Regions from separate parts of the Pungitius pungitius genome. Here region 1 is linked to region 2. The links are chromatin contacts, called in public Hi-C maps. All regions are on one chromosome and are shown on one strand. Each heading gives the region's core, a stretch centred on a gene start, on an enhancer-like site or on the middle of the called end of the contact. The rest is flanking DNA. Distances are from core to core; before and after follow the strand shown. Region 1 holds the start of LOC119214321 (transmembrane protein 229b-like). Region 2 holds the start of zfp36l2 (zinc finger protein 36, C3H type-like 2).

What was found. Hi-C and Micro-C count contacts between places; a contact is called where the count stands out from the background.
Region 1: a contact with region 2 is called in a Hi-C map of muscle, with 8 times the contacts expected there. The contact joins the promoter of LOC119214321 here to the promoter of zfp36l2 in region 2. A contact is called at or near these places in 2 of 2 Hi-C or Micro-C datasets (both in muscle).

Annotation. Positions count from the first base shown.
Region 1 is chr13:14,057,842-14,061,975 of fPunPun2.1, forward strand. LOC119214321 (transmembrane protein 229b-like) reads left to right here and starts at 1,712. Exons shown (of 2, transcript XM_037466027.2): 1 at 1,712-2,123; 2 at 3,405-4,134. The coding sequence starts at 2,087. The coding sequence ends at 3,871. It overlaps trnai-uau (transfer RNA isoleucine (anticodon UAU)), which reads right to left and starts at 217; the gene lies at 124-217.
Region 2 is chr13:13,879,139-13,883,626 of fPunPun2.1, forward strand. It overlaps zfp36l2 (zinc finger protein 36, C3H type-like 2), which reads left to right and starts at 2,600. Exons shown (of 2, transcript XM_037465842.2): 1 at 2,600-3,067; 2 at 3,242-4,488. The coding sequence starts at 2,978. The coding sequence ends at 4,441. It overlaps thada (THADA armadillo repeat containing), which reads left to right. Exons shown (of 38, transcript XM_037465414.2): 38 at 1-514. The coding sequence ends at 237.

The DNA.
Region 1 (4,134 bases), core at 462-2,961, 180 kb after region 2:
ATACGGGTCGTTTTCCCGCTGTATACTTCATGTGGTCATTTTTATTTATTTCGAACAAGACGACAATTTAGTTAACGTGATTTAAAAAACTCGTGCTTACTATTACACCCTTTATCAAAAGTCTGCTCCAGGTGAGGCTCGAACTCACAACCTCGGCATTGCTCTGCAGCGTACTGTCTTATAAGTACCGCGCGCTAACCGATTGCGCCACTGGAGCTCACTGTGTCCACACGGTATTTGGATTTATATACCTAGTGTGACGTAATTTCTTCTAAAATCTTTCGCGTACCAACTGCCAACAGACCTTAACGCGTATGTTTGAGTGAAATTATCGATTTATCCCACGAAAACGAATCCGCTTTGTTTTAGAGATCAGAAATGATATGCGGGCTCTGACATGACGGTACAAAATCTTAAATTGTGTCGAACTAAATATACGGCCTTTTTTCCTTACAACGTCTTCAAACAATGTGCTTCTCCTGTTCATGAACATCTATATTATTACAGTCGTTGATTACGAATTGAATAAAAAGCAAGTCTTCCAAGTGATTGATTATGACTAGCTAAGCAGATCCTGATATCTAACGTAGCTCGCAGCCACTGCGAGATAAAAGGGACACGTAGTAATAAATATTTTCAAAATAAAACGTGTTTTACAGGAAAATACTGAATTTCAATATATACAAATGGTAATGACAATTATACTGAATCACCATCATACTGAAACGTTGACAATTGGAGGACGGTGTCTGGAGTTTGAAATCCTGTATTGCCTTTGTCTTTGGCCAGTGAAATAATCCATTTTCATGTCATCTCATCCTCTCACATCTCATAAACTCTTATCTTGTAGGATATCATCACATCTTATCATAGCCTGTTTCTTCTCATCTTCTCCGCTCGCAGTTCATGTCTATTCCTTTCAATAGATTTCAATTAAATTGAATGTGTTGAATTTACTACAAAAAGAGCAACAGGAGAAAGCACTCTAAGGCTCTCTCTAGGATAGAGAATGTACATTTCCTTAAACAAATATTCTTTGGTGATAATTCATCATCCAACAATGCAACACACGCTGTGTCAGCCCGGCTCAGCACTGTGCGAAGAGTCCACCCTTTGTCTACTCGATAACTTTATGGTCATTGACTTGTGTATACTGGCGTTCTTCCGGGCCCTAAAGGTGTGTTTGCTAGAATCACTGGACTCTGATCTGAAGGTCCACCGTTCATCGAACTGTTTTATTAGACTACACACAGAGCAAACACAAAGGACACGCTAGAGGCAAAACGTGTGGACAGACATCTGCTCCCAGAGAGACATTATGGTTAAACTGTATTCTGTGCATGTGTGAAACTTAACAGGCAGAGTTCTGCATCCATATTTATATTGTGTGGGTGTTAATGTGCGAAGTGGTAGCTTCACAAGATGTTGTTTAGCTTATTAATTGCAGATGAACAATAAATAACAATCTTTATAAGGTAAAGCTCTTTACTATTAAACTTTGTTAAGTAAATAACCAGAATGTAAGAACAACATTTACAATGACTATTAACCAAATATTGCATTTATCTCATCTACCTCATTAAATCACACAAACAATTAAAAGTCATTCAAATTCAGGCTCTACCAATTACAGGGGCCTTATCTCAACATGCAGACATGCAATAACTAGACACTCCATCATAATCAAATATTTATCACAACTGTTTATTGGCAGGGAACGAACATTTTTAAAAACTACTGTAGAATAATGTAGCTGCATCATCATGAATAAGTGTGTGTTGTTTACAGCTCCCCTGACACACCCAGGTGCTGCAGCTCACTGATAACCCATTGCCTTCACCCTTAGATGTCAAACACACATTGTATGTCAGTCCGATGTCAGCTCAATGCTGCACACAGACGTTTTTGTTCCTCAGGTGGATCCTGGCTTTAGCTTCCGGGTCCATCCCTTGGTTCACGACCTCAGTCCGTGACAGAGGCATCGCTTAATGTTTAGCCCAAGATCCGCTCACACACACACACACACACACGCACACGGGTAAGCAAAGGGATTACAAACGCACAGGGACCCATATGCTGCACGAGGATGGAAGCGAGAAAGCTTAATGCGAGGAGAGCACAAGGTAGTAATGAGCCAGGTGAGAATTATGATTGTGTTTGATTTTTTTAGGTCCCACTTCAAAGAATAACACAGTCTTTTATGAGACCATTGTTGACTATTTTTATAGAGTAAATGATTATGAGAGGAACCCTCGCCCCGAGTCTTTTATAGTTAATGACACTTTTGAAGCGCAGAGGGAAACGCTGTTAAAGATTATCAGAGACTTTCACTGAGCTAAACTAGGCTATAAACCTGTTAATCCAAAGTAGAGCATGTACACCGTTAGACGGCACAGGGTTGCATTCGCACTGGGGAGCCAGTATTATAACGTGGGGAGGAGAATCGAGAAGAAAACACTCATAGTCCCTACATAAGCCAATAAAATTCAAAGCATGAGTCGTAAAGCTACGAAAACTCCCAAAAACTGTCAGTTTTAAAAACACAGAGACCAAGCACCAGAGTGAAACCATCATTACATTTATCTTAAATCTAATTAGCACAAATGTAATTGAGTGTGATGTGTTGAATTAGGATGACTTTCATTTAAGTGTTTTAACTTAACAAAGTTTACTTAACTTGTTTCCTCTCAAAGAGTGAGACGTGAAGATCGGTTTAGTTCAGCACAGCGATTAGCTCTCACCTCCTGTGTCCAAAATGAACAACCTCTCAACTATTTTAAAGGAATTCTCCCTCTAAATGATCAGTTGTTACCAACTACACACAGGGCAAAGAAAAGAGGTTTTCCCGCCATGCCTCCTGAAATAAAAATAGGGAAAAATGTGTAAGATTACATCACAACCTGTGTTTACAAACGCTCACACATGGTCTAATATATGCAGAAGTACGCTCACTACTTCACATCTTTACTAACAAAGCGTAAAGAGTAACACCCCTATTCATGGGGAAGTACAACCTGTTATTCAAGAACTCAAGGTAACGCGGAATAGATAATCCATATACAGATGGTCGTTTTGACTGGGAAGTAATTAACTTATTAACATATCTCATGTGTTTAACAAGAAACAAAACTCTAGAATAAATAAATAATGAATAAATGTAGTTTCCGTGAGCTTGGCAGACACTCAATGGATCCTCACCCCTCCTCAGGACCTGGCACGTTCTTTTAACACCCTGAAAATTAACTGTTTCACTTAATAGTATTCAAACACATTTAAACACAAGACTCTTGACATGCAAACCTATCCAAAAGCTTGTTAGTGATCCATCGCGTGTCTGTTTTGTCCACATTGTGGAAATCTTATGAAAAAAAACCCTGGTGCAAATAACGTCTTTATTGAGACAGGTCCTGGTGCAGACCTCGAGGCGCCGGCAGCACCAAGTCGTCCTCTCGCTACCGTAGCTCGTCTCTACGTGTACGCACTGCATGGCTGCCTCTGTGAGGTGGCCTTCACTGCCTTGTTGGACTGGTGCTACACCCGCGACTGGAGGCTGGCGGGCCACAGCAGCTTGTGGGCGCTGCCCATGTACGCCACCGCCATCTACCTCATAGAGGTCATGAGAGCACGGCTGATGGCTTGCCGCCTGGCGCTGCCGGCGCGTCTGGCGGCCTACACCGGGTTCATCTACCTGTGGGAGTTCAGCTGCGGGGCGGGCCTGAGTTTGCTGGGGGCCTGTCCCTGGGACTACTCAGATTACAGCTACAACCTGAGAGGCCTGGTGACTCTGGAGTACGCTTTGCCCTGGACTGTGGCGGCATTCCTAGCTGAGCAGCACGTGATCAAGAACACACTGAGGATAAGACTGAACTGATACCAGACTGGACAAGTGCGCTGCCAAAAGCATTTATGGTTGATTCACATGTTGCGAGTCCCTGTGTTGCGCCATTAAATCTGAAAACATTTTTTCAGTTTTATTTGTTTGTGTTTTCTTTCCCCTTTGAAATTAAGATAAGACGGAACCACCGTATGCTATGTTAGCGTAATGTAACCGATGTTATTTCTAGGTTTAGAAAGGAATATTATGGCATTTTGGGTAATCACTTCATTCGCTTTATGCTCAGTGTGATATGAAGG
Region 2 (4,488 bases), core at 1,350-3,849:
CTGCTTCACGGACACGTCTGCTCCCTCATCCGGGCCCCGGGGGCCGAGTGGCCGGAGCAGGCCCCGCGAATCCATCTGCTGTCGACCCGAGCCCGAGCCCAGGCCCTCAGCTCCCAGCGGGCCCTGGACTCACTCCCGGCCCTGCCTCAGTTCTCCTCCGCCATGGAGCACGCCCGGCTGCTGCTGCGGCACCAGAGGGCCACGCTGGCTCTGGATGTGCTGGAGAGGCTGAGGTAGAGGAGGGAGCAGCGTTTTTCCAAGTCACTGTTCCTAATATTGAAATGAAAGAAAAGTAGCAGATATATGCTCAAATGAACCAACGCTCGAGACCACAGCCTGGCTTCGAGGTCGAGCCGGGTCATGATCACACCAAGGGAATGAAGGAAACGGGACTCTTTGTTTTTCACTTTTTAAACTGTCCATTTCTCTCACTTTGTCTTACTTGTGTTCACTGATTGCCAGATGTGTTTTTAATTTCTACCTTGTCTTTTTTTAATTAAACATTACAACACTTTCCGTTCCCAAGTTGCTGAAAGAACCAAAAAAGAAAATATTACTGTATGTCAACAATAATTGACATTGTGACAATAACCCAGCGGGGGAACGTGTCACACCACAAAGGGGCGTGGATCTTCCTCCGCGTCCACGGAGGTTTCCAGGATGAAAGCGACGGCTGAAGCTCCGCGCGTCGACTTCAATGGTGCGATTGTGCGACCGCGCTGCCTTCACAGCCCTGGCGCGGCGGGATTGTGAAGGCAAGTGTTTTCCTCTCTCGACACGTCCCCAAAGTTGCGCTCCAGCGTTCGCTCTGACTTCCACTGTATGTTTATACGAGGTGTTATTTTTCCGCTGTTGAATTTACTGCAGGATTCTTCCCGTTGGACTGTGTTTTTATGCTTTAAGCCCTCTACTTTTCCTGGTTATGTAATTAGGAGGACGGCACAATGGACTACTGTCCTGTGTGTGCGTGCGTGTGTGGGTTCATGTTGCCCTCTCGTACAGCTGGACCCTTCACCCTCCTTGGTAGCCATGTTCCCTCTTACAGTAAAACTGACGTAATGTTTTGGAACATCTTAACATCCCCCCCCCCCCCCCCCCATAGATGAATACTTAAAAGGAGCAGAGCCGTGTGATGGAAGAGAGCGGTTACTGCAGACGAGGACATGTTGAAGGGATTTTCTCAGCAGCATCTCTGTCTGTTCTTCCCATTAAACTATTTATCACAACTGGCTAAGCAAATAGTCATGGGGCAGCCCTCAAGACTAATTTTAGGGTTGGTAGTAGATTCCAAGCTCTTATGTCACTTGTTTTTCGCCTGTCCCCCACCGGCATCTCAAACCATACAGCACTACAGAAATATTGAATCATGTCATGGAGAGGAAAAAAGTTTATTTCTTGGAAACCGGCAATTTCTGCTGATGTGTCGCGCAGCGTTTTTACACCCTGGTGTCTCGGAGCGCTGATATAGTCTTGTCCTTCTGCTGCCAACGCTGCAATCTTTCCACTGTGGGTTTTGTTTTATTCTTCTCAACTTGACACAACTCCAAGAGTGAGTAGTTTGACATTTTCATGTGAACATTCTGCCACCCTGCGAAAGCTACGTCAGGCTGAGACAGCGGCAGCTTATTTCAACTGCAGTGCTTTCTTTGATTAACAAAGAGGAGGGTGACACAAAACATCCTTAAGCATGGTAGTGCCGTTGTGTCTGGAGCTCTAGTGCGGCAAAAACAAACAAAACGGGACAGTAAAAGCCACTTTCTCTAGCATAAGCGTTTCAATCGCTACTAAATGGGATCAGACGGGGCCTTTACAGCTTGCTCCAGCTGCGCCCAGCAGGGGGAGCCAGTCTGTGTTGGACCACGCAGTTCCCACCTTGGCCTCACGGGGGCAGTGTTGCTCTGCTGCGCCACATTGACAAACCACATTCCTGCATTCGGGCCTGAGATTGGGGGGGGAAAAAAACAAGTCATGGAGAAACTTCAAGTGTGGCTCAAAAAGATGTAACCGAAGCATATCCGCTTTGCACTCAACGTGTGCTTTTCTAATCGAGACAGTCATAATATTGATGTTTAGTTTTAAGTAGGATAAAAAGGTAAGATGAATAGGAATAGGCTGCTGTTGCCCTGTGGAAGTCCACTATGCAACGCGTTGGCTGCTATAAATTGTACTTGCACTCTGCCTGGACTCCTCTCCCCTCATACTTGTGGTCTCACCCCATCACAGGGAGGGAGAGGCACAGTTTCCTTCCATTACAAATGCATGTGTCAGCTTCCAAGTGTGGTGGTCCAGAGGTGGCCTGGTCGCTGGTCGTTTGGGGGGGGGGGGGGTTCTGAGAAGTCTTTTCAAATGATTTTGCTTTTGAGCAAGGCACAACATGTGACCCAGGGGAGGATGTGTGTACGGTTAATTTGTTCCTGTAGAACAGCGCGCATGCACAGTAGACGTCGCCCTGTTGCGTTTCTACATTCTTTCTCAGCAAGTCGACCGAAGAAGAAAAAGAAATTTAAAAAAAACTTCCACAAAATTTGGTTGTGTGACTACATGTGTGTCAGTGCGGGCGGGATCGGGGTCGCTGGGGTTGGATTTCAAGGCGTGGTGTTGGAGAATAAGCGGCCAACCGTTGAGAGGAGGTTTTATCCGGGAGGAGGGAAAGAGGCGGCTCCTCGCAAAACTTTGCACCGACTTCAGTTCGCCCCTCCCTGGCTGCCGCCAGGCATTTATACCCATGCGAAAAGGCTGCAGCGCACAGTGAAGCACTCTGGCTCCGCGCTTCTCGAGGGGAGGACATAAAGCCACCTACGACTCCACAATACCAAACCTACCCCCTCCGTTTTTTTTTTTCTCGTATCCTCCTCCATCTTCGGCGGACTTAAAACTGCACACAAACTTTTAAAGGCAGCTTTTCCTCAACCAAAACCAGTCGTGGCACAAACTAACGCTTCTGCACGTCGCGTTCAAGGATCCCGCTCGGTCCTCCATGAAAGACGGAGTGCGGCAGCAAGCCTGGGGAAAAGACATGTCTGCGACCGTCTTGTCTGCGTTCTACGACATGGACATGCTCTACAAGGTAAAGCTCGGACACCTTCTGGACACACCGTTTCGGGTTGACGCGCCGAATTCACGTGCTCACGACTTTTCGCGAAGTTTGTTCGACCGCAACAAGTTGTCGCGGCGTCGCGTGGTGGAAATAGTGTGTCTGCCAGCCGTGCATTGCTAACGTGTGTTTTCTCTTCCCCAGCAGCAAGATAAAAGCTTGAACATGAACGCCCTCCACATCAACAGCATGCTGGACAAGAAAGCGGTCGGGGCTCCGGTCACGTCTCCGGGCTCCGGCCCTTTCTCTCCGGGATTTTTCCGCAGAAACTCAACGAGCAACTTGGAGGCAATGAACAACGGCAACAAATACTCGATGGGCTCCTACGGCAGCCTGAAGGAGAACACGCCCGGCGGCAACAGCAGCGCCACGGCCCTCATGAACAAGGAGAACAAGTTCCGCGACCGCGCGTACAGCGACAACGGAGACCGGGGCGTGCTGCAGCAGAAGCCCGGCTCTCAAATCAACTCCACCCGCTACAAGACCGAGCTCTGCCGGCCCTTCGAGGAGAACGGGTCGTGCAAGTACGGGGAGAAATGTCAGTTCGCGCACGGCTACCACGAGTTGAGGAGCTTGTCCCGCCACCCCAAGTACAAAACGGAGCCGTGTCGCACCTTCCACACCATCGGTTTCTGCCCCTACGGTCCCCGGTGTCACTTTATCCACAACGCCGACGAGCGCCGGCCGGCCCCGGCCACCAACGTGAACATGCAGCTGAGTGAGTCCCGGTCGGTTCGCGACCTGTGCAGCTACGGCCAGCGGGACTCCCTGCCGCCGCAGCTCGGCTACACCCAGAGGGACAGACCAAAGCTTCACCACAGCCTCAGCTTCTCCGGCTTCTCCAGCCACCACGGACTCGAGTCCCCCCTGCTGGACAGCCCCATGTCGCGGACCCCACCGCCGGCCACCACCGCCTCCTCCTCCTGCACCTCCACCTCGAGCTTCTACGAGGACGTGCTCTCTCCCAACTCCATGTCCTGCATCAACAGTGCCTTCTCCTTCCCTGGGCAGGACTTAAAAGCCTTGCTGGCCCCGCTGGCCGTGCACACCCCGAGCGGGTACGCCAACAACCACTCCACCGGCGCCTACTACGGGAACATGCAGGGCGGCGCCTGCCCGCCCTCCCCGCCGACGTACAACATGAGCCACTTGCAGGCGCTGCGCCGCCTCAGCGAGTCGCCGGTGTTCGAGCTTCCTCCCAGCCCGCCCGACTCGCTCTCCGACCGGGAGAGCTACGCGAGCGGGTCCCTCAGCTCTTCCGGGAGCCTCAGCGGCTCCGAGTCCCCGAGTCTGGACGCTGGGAGGCGTTTGCCAATCTTCAGCAGGCTGTCGATTTCAGATGACTAATCGTTCTATATATTTTTCCCCTGTTTTTCTTTTCTTATGTTTTTCTT